Regions from separate parts of the Sus scrofa genome. Here region 1 is linked to region 2. A link is a contact called in public HiChIP or PLAC-seq data. All regions are on one chromosome and are shown on one strand. Each heading gives the region's core, a stretch centred on a gene start, on an enhancer-like site or on the middle of the called end of the contact. The rest is flanking DNA. Distances are from core to core; before and after follow the strand shown. Region 1 overlaps ATG5 (autophagy protein 5). Region 2 overlaps LOC110260408 (a long non-coding RNA gene).

The links. HiChIP or PLAC-seq counts read pairs in DNA pulled down with a chosen protein or histone mark.
Region 1: a contact with region 2 is called in an H3K27ac HiChIP or PLAC-seq map of alveolar macrophages. The contact joins two enhancer-like sites. A contact is called at or near these places in 1 of 47 Hi-C or Micro-C datasets (heart right ventricle) and 1 of 2 datasets of contacts at active chromatin or transcription factors (alveolar macrophages).

Annotation. Positions count from the first base shown.
Region 1 is chr1:72,429,085-72,432,975 of Sscrofa11.1, forward strand. The region is part of intron 6 of ATG5 (autophagy protein 5); the gene reads right to left. Among named protein-coding and RNA genes, the nearest start is that of ATG5, 89 kb to the right of the region's middle. Within about 2 kb of position 1,682, at least 7 of the 83 cell types and tissues checked have an H3K27ac peak or open chromatin away from gene starts, as enhancers often do. A contact at or near this core is called in alveolar macrophages, where this site is marked.
Region 2 is chr1:72,105,122-72,108,577 of Sscrofa11.1, forward strand. All of the region lies in intron 4 of LOC110260408 (a long non-coding RNA gene), which reads right to left. Among named protein-coding and RNA genes, the nearest start is that of PRDM1, 200 kb to the right of the region's middle. Within about 2 kb of position 2,035, at least 13 of the 83 cell types and tissues checked have an H3K27ac peak or open chromatin away from gene starts, as enhancers often do. A contact at or near this core is called in alveolar macrophages, where this site is marked.

The DNA of each region.
Region 1 (3,891 bases), core at 432-2,931, 320 kb after region 2:
TGGGATCTCTGATCTGACTCGTCCTAAATCAAATCCATACTTGGTCCAGTGAGCCTCAGACTAGTACTCTGTTCTCCTTGGTTGGGCTAACGAAACAAATACTATGTTGACACATTAGATATGTTGTATTTCTCCAGGTACAGCAACAGACTTTGATATCATCAGCTACTTTGTGTGTGTGTGTGCTTTGCTTTAAGTCCTACAAAAAAAAGTTAGATGATTGGTTTACTATATTTGTAAATAAAATTAGATTTACAAGAGTTCCTGACGTATAGCAAAGGATTTCACTTGTTAGGTTTATAGATTTTTTTTTTTAAATTGGCTATACTGAACTATAACTGGAATTAGCAATGCCTATTTATTAATATAGAATGTAATTAGGTTTATTTCATTAGCTATATAGGTAGTATGATGTGTTTTGGGAGAATTAAATCTGAAAAAGGGATAAATTATAAAAAAAAATCAAGAAATAAAAAAGCTCTCATTTTTATTTGTCATTATTCATAGCTAACATAAATTGAACTGAAGGCATCAGAAAAACTAGATTTTATAATACACAAGTCTAATAAAACACAAATAACTGTAAAGCTATTTCCAATATTAAAAATCCCACTAACAATTACTGTGGCCCTCAAAATCAGTGTACTTTCACTTGATTCAACTTAAAAATAACTAAATTTATATATTTTAAAAGCTTTACTAGTAAGTAGTAAAGGCTTCATTATAACCAAATGGTAACAATGATGAACACCAATAAAACTTTTCTTAACGTCATTAGTAAAAAACCACAATGTAATATTTCACTTTCGAGTATCACGTGGCCAGTGATATTTCAGCTGACAGGCATTACAAGGATTTAAAGATAAATAAATTGCAACGAAGAATATTACATTTATTTCCCGCCTATGTTAAAAGAAAAAGATTTGAGGTTGCTTATAACAAAAGCATGTATATAGTAACAACAAAAACTATTAACACATCTTTTTCTTGGATAGAATTATCCCATCTCTTATATGTGGAATCTGAAAAACAAAACAAAACAAAACCCAACCAACCAACAAATCAAGCAAACCAAGCTCACTGATACAGAGCATCTGCTGGTTGCCAGACTTTGGGAGTAGAGTGTGGAAGAAATGGGTGAACTATTTTTGCTTCTGATTTATGTAAACTGAATGAGGGGTGGGAAGACTAATCTTGCTGCAATCTATAATATAAATAAAAATTGGAAGAGATTAGAGAACTGTTTGTTTGCATGAGAAATAATGAGGATATGAGCTTGAATTGTGCCAAAGAAAATGAAGAGAGTGGATATGAGGGATATGGATAAACTGTGTGATCTGCAAATAGATTTGTTTCATTAATTCATTTGTTTATTCTTACTTTAATTCATCTCTTTTATTGTATTAGGCAGTTGCTGAAGGTATTCAGCAAAAAAAATGAGCAGTTTCTGCCTTCACAAAGCTCTCTGATCAGTCCTGAGTAGCTTCTTTAATCTAGTAAAACCTGCCCTCTAAGAGTGCGCTCAGCCTCCTTCCAGAACCACTCACCCCAATCCTTTCAAATTCTGCTTCCTAGCCTGTTCCCAGTTTCTGATCACATCTTCTCTTCCTGATTCCACTTCGCCCCACTGGCAGCTCTCATTTCTGGCCTCACTTCTTAGATTCACTTCCTTCTTCCTATTTTGAGAGTTAGGCTGATTTCATGTGCTTTGGGTAAATTCCTATGGTCTTGGCAACTAGACACAGTCCTTATGCTGGCGTGCCACCCCCGCCACCAAACAATCCAGATCCTGACAGTCAAGAGTCCAGCCATAACAAAACCAAACAAAAAAGAATTATCCCAATAGCTGTACCCAGGTCTAGGATCTCTAGCAACCAGTGGGCAGGGGCAAATTTATCAGAAATCTTCATTCATTAAACATTTATTGAGCACTTACCAAGGTATTACCTGTGCCGATGGATACAAAAATGAACAATGGATGCATAAACAAATAATTTTAAGACCCTGTTAAGTAGTAACAGAAATACGCACAAAGCACTGTGAAAAAATTTAAACTCCCAAGCACAAACTATAACTCTGGATTTTCTGGCAGCTAGAGTAAACAAGTAAACAAACCCTATAACTGGTTACATAATTTCATTTTATAAGTGTGGAAATTATACCAATAGGTACAATGTATTAAAATAAAATTGAACAGAATTTTCAAAGATGAAAACAAAGAAGAGAATATAGGTCAAGCTTCAAACTTGAAATACATTATATATATATATAAATATATTTTTGAATACAGAAAGAGATAAGGCCATTTCAGGCAGAGTACAGCACCAATTCTTCCCTTTCATATATGCCCCTGCCCACTAAAGTATTCAGAGGCAGATGGAATAAAACAGTACCTTTGAGATTGGTGAATAAAGGGAGAAAAATGAGCTATGAATTTAGCATATAAAGCTTGGAATATCAAATGCAGTGGAATTAGCCAAGGCTTAGTTGGAATTGCAACTCCCAACACAACTGATTATGTTCCCATGGCAAATTATATCAATCTTCGGGAGTCTGTATCTAAATCTAAAAAATGGAAATAATATATACTTTTGAATCACTGCTGTAACAGTTAAATAAAATGAAATACATAGAACACCTAATACAACAGGTGCTTAACAAGGATTAGTTCTTTTCATTCCTCCCTTTAAAAACACGGTTAAATGTGAAGCCAAAGAAAGGTAACACTATTTAGTCTTTATAGAGCCAAGAATGTAGAGAATAAAAAATAATTGGTCTTCAACCATCAGTTCTCTTTGAAGTTTTCTTAATTAGAATAAATATGTGGCACAAAGAAAAAGAAAATAGGGGTTTACACAGGATATGCTGCCAGACCTTACCAACAATGACACATGATATGTGCTTCAAATTGTCACATGCATATTTGGCCTAAGATATATTCATGCATGTCAAATTTTGCATCACATGCTTTTCAAAAGAAGCCTCATGTTAAAATTAGCTTAAGAATATACACAATTACAATACCTCATTAAGTAAAAAGAACAGACCATTTTCAAATGAATGCTTTTAGACCTTTACAGTAAACAGTCTTTTTGGTGGTAGGAAGTGGGGGGACAGAGAGGCCGGCAGGAGGGGGGACTCTGTGCCACTTAATCAGACTACTTTTATCCTTTATGTAGGGAAATAGAAGACTTGAAAATAAGCACTTTCTGTAGTTATGCTACCAGAGTCCACTTTTAATATTCCCAACAACTCCAAAAAATAATAATTAACATTTGAAAAGCTGTCATTATTATAGTCAGGGACACTTAATCCTCAAAGCAGCAGTGTCTTAATTGAGACTATGATTAAATGAAAGCACCCATCAGAATTATATCCACACATGTGGTTTGAAGTTTATGTTTTGTCTTATTTAAAATGTTATATTTATAATAATTCTGTCTAGACAATGTCAAATGTATTTTACCGCATAAACAGTTAAGGCAAATTTATTTCAAATACAGGTGTTTTTCTCATATCCTTTCACTGAATAAAATGTGTTATAAGGAAGTACTATGGAATTCCCTCTTACTCAAGATTGAGGTCAATTTGATACTGTTTATGAGCAATTTATAAAATAAATTATATTGCTTTAAATTTTTTTTATTTTAAATAATTAGTACAGTGCAAATGAGTCGCTTCCTATAAGAGTGCTAGGCCTGATGTGTTTAGTAATAATTATCTTACTTCTACGGTTTCTCCTGAAAGACCTCAAAACCATACCCAGGGAATCACAGTTAAATTATGAGCTTTAAAATATTTTTGCTAGTTTTATCCAAAACCATACTAAAAAAGCAGGCTACTACAAGAGTAATTAATATACTGTTTTTGACTGAAGAATCAAAGTACACT
Region 2 (3,456 bases), core at 785-3,284:
GGGCATCACAGTTTTAACACCTAGGAGAGTTCAATACAAAGAGAGGACAGGCAGCAAATCCCTGAAAACTGGGCTCTGGTGGCATAAAAAATCACTTCTACGTTCTCCATCACATTCACTTGGATTTTGTGTATCATTCTCTCAAAGTGAGTGTTCATGCTGCAAACTGGGGGGGAAACTATGCCTTCTGAGTCCCTCTACAAAACACAGTCTCTCTGAGACGGGGCGGCAGGGAGGGGAGGAGGTGATGAGAACCAGTGACTCTTCCACTTTAGGGACCCTTGGGGCAAAACTCTGAGATACTTCCAGGCTACAGGACTGCCTCAAAAGGCAGGAAGTGAGCGAGGTGGTCCTGAGAAGGAGAAACAAGGTCCTGCCTACATCCTCCTGCCCAGCCTCCCCCTCCGCCTCACCCTGGGCTTTGCTCAGAGTAAGGCAAACATCGCAGGAAGCACTGAAGGGCAGTTCAGTCGCAAGGGCACTGCACGGCGAGGGTGAGGAATGAAAGACAGGGTTGCATCCCACATCTGGGCGAGGGAACGCATGCCAGTAGGATGTGCTTTAGGCTCATTGCTAGTACCCAGGAAGCAGGGCCTCCATTGCTTTATTCACTCAGTAAACACCCTGACTACTTAGCTATGATGGAACAGGCACTGAAAATGTGAGTTGGACCAAGCCCTCAGCTTCAAGCTGCTGAGAGTCTGGTACAAAAGACAGACAAAGAAACACATTTAAAAATAAAAAATATGGGCAGGGGGGAGAAAGTGGGAGGGACAGGGAGTTAGGGATTGGTAGATACAAACTATTACCTTTAGAATGGATAAGCAATGGGGTATCACTGTACAGCACAGGGAACTATATCCAGTCTCTTGGGATAGACCATGATGGAAGACAGTTTGAGAAAAAGAAGGTGTATGTGTGTGTGTGTGTGTGTGTATGACTGGGTCACAGCAGAAATTGACACAACACTGTATATAAACTATAATGTAAATAAATAAAAATAAAATTTAAAAATAAAAATATAAAAGCTCATCGTAACATGATGTAAAAAGGGGACCAAGTACAAAGGGAGAAAATGATTACCTTGATGTAGGTGGAAGCATGGTGGTCAAGGCTGTAGGGGGGGTGATCTAGGTTTTGGTGACATGAATCAGGCCTTAAGAGTATAAAAGAAGGAGTTACATCACGGCTCAGCGGTAACCCAACTAGCATCCATGAGGACACGGATCTCTGGCCTTGCTCAGTGTGTTAAGGATCCAGCGTTGCAATGAGCTGTGTGTGGTATAGGTTGCAGATGTGGCTCCAAACTGGCGTTACTGTGGCTGTGGCGGAGGCCAGCAGCTACAGCTCCAATTTGACCCCTAGCCTGGTAACCTCCACATGCTGCAGGTGTGACCCTAAAAAGACAAAAAAAGAAGAACATAAAAGAAGCTCATCAAGGGAAAATGAGAAAATAAAATTCTAAGCAGAAGGAACAATCCATGGAAAGGCGCAGGTATGTGCAAAAGTGTGGAGCACTCCAGCAACGCTGGGGCCTTTAGGATGGCTAACGGCGCTGAGGGCAGAGGCAGGAAGCCAGCTGTGGGGACGCTCAAATACCAGGATAAAGAATCTCGACTTGGGGAACCACAGAAAGTTTGGGGGCAACAGAGTCACTGAATCTGAAATGTGTTTTGAAAAGATCACTCTGGCTGAGGACGAGAGGATTGATCAGAGTGAGGGAAGACCGAATGAAATGCAAGGTTTTGGCTCAAGTTCAAGGTAAAGCAGCGAGAACCTGTACCAGGGCAATGGCCATGGAATGGAGAAAATAAGAGAGGCTGCAGTTAAGTTTAGGAGTCAAGTTTATGGGTTGAATCATGATGGGATTTCAGGAATGAGGGGGAGGAACCACATGTGGAATGACTGCTAGGTCCTTGGGTGCTGGAAAAGGAACACCGGGGAGAAGGTGGGAGGAGCGTGAGCTGGATGATGAGTCGAGATTGAAATACTTGGAATCTTAGGTTCCTGTGGCTTGTACAACGCTGAAATGTAGAAGAGAGGTCAATGCTGAGTAAATATCTCAGACTCATCTCTTCCAAAATTGGGCAGAGCCTCAGCACAGAGGCACCCGGGATATATATTTTTAATTAAAGAAGAGTTTAGTGGAAAATTATGATAGCAACAAGAATTCCAAAGAAATACCTAAGAGACTGTCCTGACAAGAGCATGATAAATTTCTGCTCAAATTTACCATATTTGAGTATAAATACCAAATTCTCACCATCTAGTGAATCTGGTGAAACTTTTCTAGGTTAAAAAAATATCTTTTTCCCTTTTCTTAAACTTCATGTGGAAATGACTACGTGAAGAGTGACAAGTAGCTTCATTTCCCATTCCAAATTTGTTTTTACTTTTCATAAAAACTGAAAGTGATGCTTTTGAGCAGAAATGGATGAGCATTTTAAGGATTGCCTTCTGTCATGAAATCAAATCCATGTCAAACATTTTTTTACTAGAAATTACTAATACATTACGAAAACTCATACTTCTTTAAATAGAAAATAAAAGTCCACTTTCCCATAACTTAGATCAGAAAGACTGCTTCTTGTTTGCTGGGGGTTTTTTATAGTTGCAGCTTAAATTCGGGATGATTTTTATGAGGCAGGGAAGACGTAGATCCTTTTGCAAAAAGAGGAACTTTCACAATTAGTGAAAACCAAGAGTGCTGACACCAGGGGCTGGGAGAAGACGATGTGACTACAGCCCCATGGTGAAGGGAAGCGGAGCCCCAGCCTCCTCCTACCGCCCCCTGCCCCCTGCCCCCCAGCCTGCGTGCCAGCCCCCCACACACCCCCACGCTTATGGATGCTCTTCCCTGGGCTCCATCTGATCCCTGGAGCAGGTACCACAATAAAGAGCCAAATGCCTAGCTTTGCTTCTAATATTGAAACCAGCTGTGTTTATCCCTCCCTGACCACCTCTCCTTCTGCCTCCCCTCATAGTCTGCACAGACAAAATGTTTTCAGGCCAGACAGGCAACCTTTCAACTTCACGGAGCACGGAACTTCTTAATAGCGAAAGCCTTTTGTTGGCTTGTTTTAAGAAACGGCAAGTCCCCAGCAGAAGCCACGATGATGTATAAAAAGGATGTTCCCCTCTTAGAAGGAGAAACTTCAAAGCAGTCCCCTGACATGCCAGAATTCACTGCTTTTCCAGTAAATATTATCTGGTTTTGGCCAGAGAATTCTAGGTTTAGGGATAAATTCAAAGATGAAGAGCTTATGTTTGGCGTAGCCTCTCTATTTGTAGTCTAAGCTGGAAACGTCATCTGCTGGGTATGCACAACCTCACAAGGTGGCTGCTCAGACGGAGCCGAGCGAGAGTTCACTTTGGCTTCACTGACCCGATTTTTGAAGAGCCATCAGCAAGCATGTGCACAAGCCCAGGGCAGGTGCTGTAGCGACACACACAGAA